2 separate regions of the Mus musculus genome follow, and region 1 is linked to region 2. Evidence: chromatin contacts called from public Hi-C data. All regions are on one chromosome and are shown on one strand. Each heading gives the region's core, a stretch centred on a gene start, on an enhancer-like site or on the middle of the called end of the contact. The rest is flanking DNA. Distances are from core to core; before and after follow the strand shown.

Region 1 (2,700 bases), core at 27-2,526, 640 kb after region 2:
GGTTCTACGCCGTACATTCTAGCCACGTTGTTAATCTCCAGCTGGCATAGTCTTAAAGTGAGAAAGGCTTTGGCCCAAGCTCCGTGCTTTTGAATGTTTATCTATTCTACCTCCTCAGCCCCAAGGACTCTGCGTGAGAGTGTCACTAAGCTGGAGTCTGCCCTACAGAGCCACATGAAACTCTCACTGAGATGATCATAAGCCTCAACCAGCAGCTCTGTTGGGAGGCCGGGGGTGGGGGGAAGATACTAATTTCTCTCGGCTTCTCCAGTCACTGGAAGACTTTCAGCACTGTGTTTTATTCCAGCTCTTTGTTCCCATGAACAAGTACCATGCCAAACCCTTCAGCTGTGCGGAGTGGGCTCACTACTCAAAATGTCATCAGCAGATTCAGTTATCAGCATATGCTTTTAACTCCTCTCTGGTGTGTGTGTGTGTGTGTGTGTGTGTGTGTGTGTGTGTGTGTAGTGTGTACACATGTGCATGTCACTCATGGAAGACTTTTATGGGCCTCATTTCTTAGAACAGGGGTGCAAATGTGTATGCCCAAATCACATCGGAATGCAGAACTGCTTGCGATTTATTACCACATTTAAAGTACACACAAGATAAAGCCAAAATAATCCAAAGAGATGAGATACTCGGGGAAGGGACAGCGGATAAAATAGGGAGCCTTCATGCTAAGTTCTGATATAAATAATGCTCAGCAACGTGGCTATCAGAGCTGGTCCCCTCGTGGAGGCATCTGCCTCTTCATCCCATGTGACTAAGCCTTTTTATAGGTCTCAGGTTCCCATGGCTGTCCAGACATGTTTTGTACAGTGAGGATTAGAAACATGCCAGGGTCATAGCAGGGTAAGGTGGGAACAGATGAAAAGGAGGGGATGGTTCAGTGCGATTCCGACGACCACCGCGCTGTCACCCATGGCCACAGCAATGAAAGCGAGCCACCTTTCTGTCCATGCTACAGTTCCAGCACCAGCCCACAGAACAGAGGAGAGGGCGGCCATGCTGGCTCCTGCGTTTGTTCCTCGTGTAATGAGCAGCCGGCTCCTGGTGGGCAACTCTGGCAATCTCTCTCTATTAGGAGGCATCTGCCGCTCTGCTGTAGGGTCTCCTCTTCTTGTCATAGCAAGGAACTTTTTTCCCCCCTCATGAAAAAGAACATTTTACTCTGTGGGAAATCTGTTCCTTCTGCCTCTGCTTCTGCCCCCACCGGATGTTCTTATCGGCTCCTCGCAAGGGCACAGGCAATTATAGAGCGCTGCATCTTCACCCACACGATTCCAGGCAAATATTATAAAAAGCGTACAGATGGCTCTGGAGAAAAGTCTTCCTGCCGCTTCCAGCTCTTCCGCCTTAAGGAAGAGATAGCAGTTTCTTTTCAGTTAATACCCTCACTGTTCATTCAGTTAATCAGGGAACCAACAAACGTCTATTCAGTGTCTTGATGCTGGCACACCTGGGACCACAGGTGCGGCCTCAGCACCCACACGCTGGTCCTTCACCAAGAGAGGTTTCTCGTGGGCCACTGTGCCCCGGCCCAGAGCCCACATGACCCCTCTATAGCCTTGTCGCTTGCCTCTGGCTACCTTATCTTTTCCCCCCCTTTTCTCATTTTTTTTTTCCAAAAACATCAGCATCGTTTTGCTGCCTTGGGTTGAGCCTGCATCTTTTAACTGTGACCTACTCATTCAACCATGATTTACTTACAAAGGCCCCCATCACCAAAAAATAGAAATAAACATGACAATTAACTCCTATTGGTTTTTTGTATATATTTTGTGTCCTGTACATGTATACGTACATATATGAAATCTCATTTAATCTTTGCAACAATCTCATGAGGAAGAGGTTGCTATGATCCCATTTTAAAACTAAGTAAAAGAACTAGGCTCAAAATCACTTTTACCTAAAAGTCACCCAGTTACTTATAGCTGAAACTGTCATTTAGCCCTTCTCCCATAGCACTCAGCTGAGCAGTTACTATCTCCTAGTATTTCTGTAGCTAGCACCTCTGAGAACCAGCTTCCCTTTGTCTCATGGGCAGTAATGGCTGCCCAGCATTGAGGAGTCATGTCCACATTTAGGTTAAGGAAAGAAGAGGGATGATGTCATCCTGCTTGTGTCCCTCTCAGTGGGAATTCAGAACATTCCCAGAATCCTCTGCCAGCTTTCCTGTTACCTTTTATTAGCCAAATCATATTGTGTGGCCTCCACCAGCAGCAAGAGAAACTGGAAGGGTAAAAAGGCAATTAAAAAAAAAAAAAAAAAAAAAAACCTCTATAATGAAGGCAACAAGCTCAACGGAATCCTAGAATGCTTGTCATGCCAGTCAGATGTCAGTGTGTGTGCCACAGGTCATAACTGTTTAGACAGGATGGGAAACCACGCAAGGGCTCTAACCATTACGCTTTCCTGTGCTGCAGTGATACTGGACATTCCTTGATGAGTAAGAGGGACATGGATCTGTATCCGTAGACAGACACACACAAACCATCCACAAAACACAGGATTTCAAAATCCCCTAAATGCTAAAAGATAGAATAACAGATCTTCAAAATGTTTAAAATGGTTAGCAATTGCTTGATATTATTTTTATGGGCTGCAAGAACCCCTGCAGCCAATGTATGGAATTAGTCTTCAGTTGGTTTAAAGATTAGAAGACTTAGCAATACAATTATTATATTACTTATACCG
Region 2 (2,700 bases), core at 91-2,590:
CTTTTAAGAAGTGAGAGATCAGAGATCTACAGGCGTTCACTGAAGGCTCACTGTGGGTGTAGGTTAAGACTAAAGTGGGTCCTGGAAAAGGGGAAGGTGTGCTTTGCACATATGGATAAGGCCCAGAGCCTGAAGAAATGGTGTGTGCAGAAGCAGAAGTGACAATCCATGTATATCTTGCAAAGAATGCTTACCACAGTGGACATAAAAGTTACATGGATAATGATAAAACCTAACACACAATTATCCTCCAAGGTGGACCTTACAGATGAGAGAGGGAAGCCTCAGAGAGGTTTGATCATTTTTTTTTCCCACAAGTGCACAACCAGAATGCCTTGGTTCAGATCCTGGCTCTGAAACCAGAGTCATTTCGTGTATCATTCCCCGTATCACCAGAGAACAAAGGCAGGTCAGGAGAATAAGCTTCCAGGGAGTTCCTTGAAGGTGATGTTTTGGAAGGTAAAGGTGGTGGGTTGTTTCATATCCTCAGAATAGACAGTGGTTCTCATCAATGGCTTTGTCTTAGAGTAACCAGGAAAGGCTTTACAAACTAAGCACTGAGATGTCATACCATACCCCCTTGGCCAACAGCCATTGAGGGAGCTGGATATGATGGTGTGCATCTGTTAGTACCAGGATTTAGGATGGTGAAGCAGGAGGATCGTACATTCAAGCCATCTTGGGATGTACAACAAACTTGAGGCCAGCCATGGCTAGATATCCAGACCCCGTTTGGAAAAAAAAATTGTTCTAAGCACTGTTTTATTTATTTATTTATTTATTTATTTATTTATTTATTTATATCTTTAAAGAACCCCCATACAGTATTCTAACCAGGCACACAGTTGATCTAGTGACAGAAATCCTGCCAGGACCTTTACAAGCTAATTTAGGTCTAAAATGAGAGTAGAACTTTAGGTCCTAGTAACGTCATACAATTTTAAGTTTTCTTTCTTTCTTTCTTTCTCTCTCTCTCTCTCTCTCTCTCTCTCTCTCTCCCTCTCTCTCTCTCTCTGAACAAATCTCATACATCTCATACATCTTGTAGCTTACTTCTTCAGTTATCTAGCATAATCATTTGTGTTTAAGTTCTAGAACTAGGGAATAGACTAGTTTTGACTCTTAAACAATTTACTGTACCTTGTGTAGCTTGAAGGCAAACATTTCTCATATTCCTGGAGGCTGCAGGCAAAGCAGGCATCTGCTAAGAGACCACCTCCTGGTTTGGGAGTGACCGTCTTTAGAGTCACATTGTTTCCCCACATGACTGGGGACAGAGGGAAAAAGCCAGCTGTCAGCTGGCTTTGCTTGTGGGCATTAACCCACCCCTGACAGCTATGCGCTCATCACCTGGACACCTCCCAGAGTCCTGTGCTCTACTGTCTCTGGGGGTTGGTACATCAGTATGTGTATCAGGAAGGGGTAGAAACTTTCTTCTTACCAGGAAGGTTTTGCTTGACAATGAAAGAGAATTCAAATTATGTTCTGACACCAGTTTGGACTTGCAAAGTTATTTTCGTACTGTATCAAAGCTTTAAATGTAGAAAAACATTCTTGTTTGTTGTTTATATTTCTAGCAATGTGATGAGCCACCAGTCTGAATGTGATTTAGTTTTAGACGCTCCAAAATGTTGGGCTTGTTCATTTTGGTGCTATGCGTCATTGCACAAGTAATTAGGGAATTATGAAATAAAAGGAAAACATGTTCTGAGTTTCCTATCATTCATGAGTGTATTTTACACATTAGCGATGGAGCTGGAACGCAGAGTATTTTTAGCTGTTACCCTTCTGAGTTCGATGCAAGTTTCCTTTCCTCTTTTATTCCAGTAGAGGGCACTCTTGTGCAGGATTTTAAGCCAAAAATCAGCTCTCTTATGTAAGAACGTTCAGTTTTTTGAATCAGAGATGTTTAATTTTATACGAATAATTTTACTATTATAAATGAATTAAAAAGTCTTTCCCTATTATTATTAATATTGTGGGATTTATATTTAATTTGAAGACCAGCTCAAGTTAGAATTTTATTTTACCTTGCTTGCATTTTAATTCAAAAGTTAATCTGTTCTGAATGCTCTTATACTATGCCTATGAGACCATTTTCCAAGTTGAATCAGAACATTATATAATCTCGGATATGAATTTTAAAGAAATATCATCATATTTGTTACCAGCCTATGAAGTTTATGTCTTTGACAGAATATAAAATGATCTAAATTTTTTCCTATTGTTTTCATTTATTTTCCTAAGCCCCACTTTCATTTATATTCTTCATTTATATAAACAATATACACAATTCTTAAAGGTGAATATGACAGGCTGTAGAAACTCTGATATGATATAATATAAAGATTATGACAGATTGGATCGGGAAGATATTTCTCTTAGATTTAAATAGAAAAAGCATTATTGTCTTATTAGCCTTTAAAGAAATGGGTAAGACTGTTGCCTGAAGAAACGTTTTCTTTTCTTTCTTTTTCCTGAAGGAAACTCCAGATACAGACGCATCCAGCGCTCTCTGTTTGTCCAGGGATGTGCTAGCATGGTCAATGTTGTGTTACTCAGCCAGTGTGTAGCACTTCTCTTATTTCACTTACGCTTCTACTGCGGACTCTTCAATTGCATGCCAGATTCTGAAGTGTGAGCTATTTTATTAGATTGTCCAGAAGTCAGATGCTGGTCCTGCGGGTAGAGCTCAGTTGG

What was found. Hi-C and Micro-C count contacts between places; a contact is called where the count stands out from the background.
Region 1: a contact with region 2 is called in a Hi-C map of cortical neurons, with 3 times the contacts expected there. The contact joins two enhancer-like sites. A contact is called at or near these places in 3 of 484 Hi-C or Micro-C datasets (cerebral cortex, cortical neurons and embryonic stem cells), 4 of 115 datasets of contacts at active chromatin or transcription factors (bone marrow-derived macrophages, embryonic basal ganglia, forebrain and 1 more) and 1 of 9 other capture datasets (embryonic stem cells).

Annotation. Positions count from the first base shown.
Region 1 is chr10:90,723,000-90,725,699 of GRCm38.p6, forward strand. The region is part of intron 17 of Anks1b (ankyrin repeat and sterile alpha motif domain containing 1B); the gene reads left to right. Among named protein-coding and RNA genes, the nearest start is that of Apaf1, 360 kb to the right of the region's middle. Within about 2 kb of position 1,277, at least 29 of the 459 cell types and tissues checked have an H3K27ac peak or open chromatin away from gene starts, as enhancers often do. A contact at or near this core is called in cortical neurons and forebrain, where this site is marked.
Region 2 is chr10:90,080,026-90,082,725 of GRCm38.p6, forward strand. The region is part of intron 8 of Anks1b (ankyrin repeat and sterile alpha motif domain containing 1B); the gene reads left to right. Among named protein-coding and RNA genes, the nearest start is that of Anks1b, 210 kb to the left of the region's middle. Within about 2 kb of position 1,341, at least 11 of the 459 cell types and tissues checked have an H3K27ac peak or open chromatin away from gene starts, as enhancers often do. A contact at or near this core is called in cortical neurons and forebrain, where this site is marked.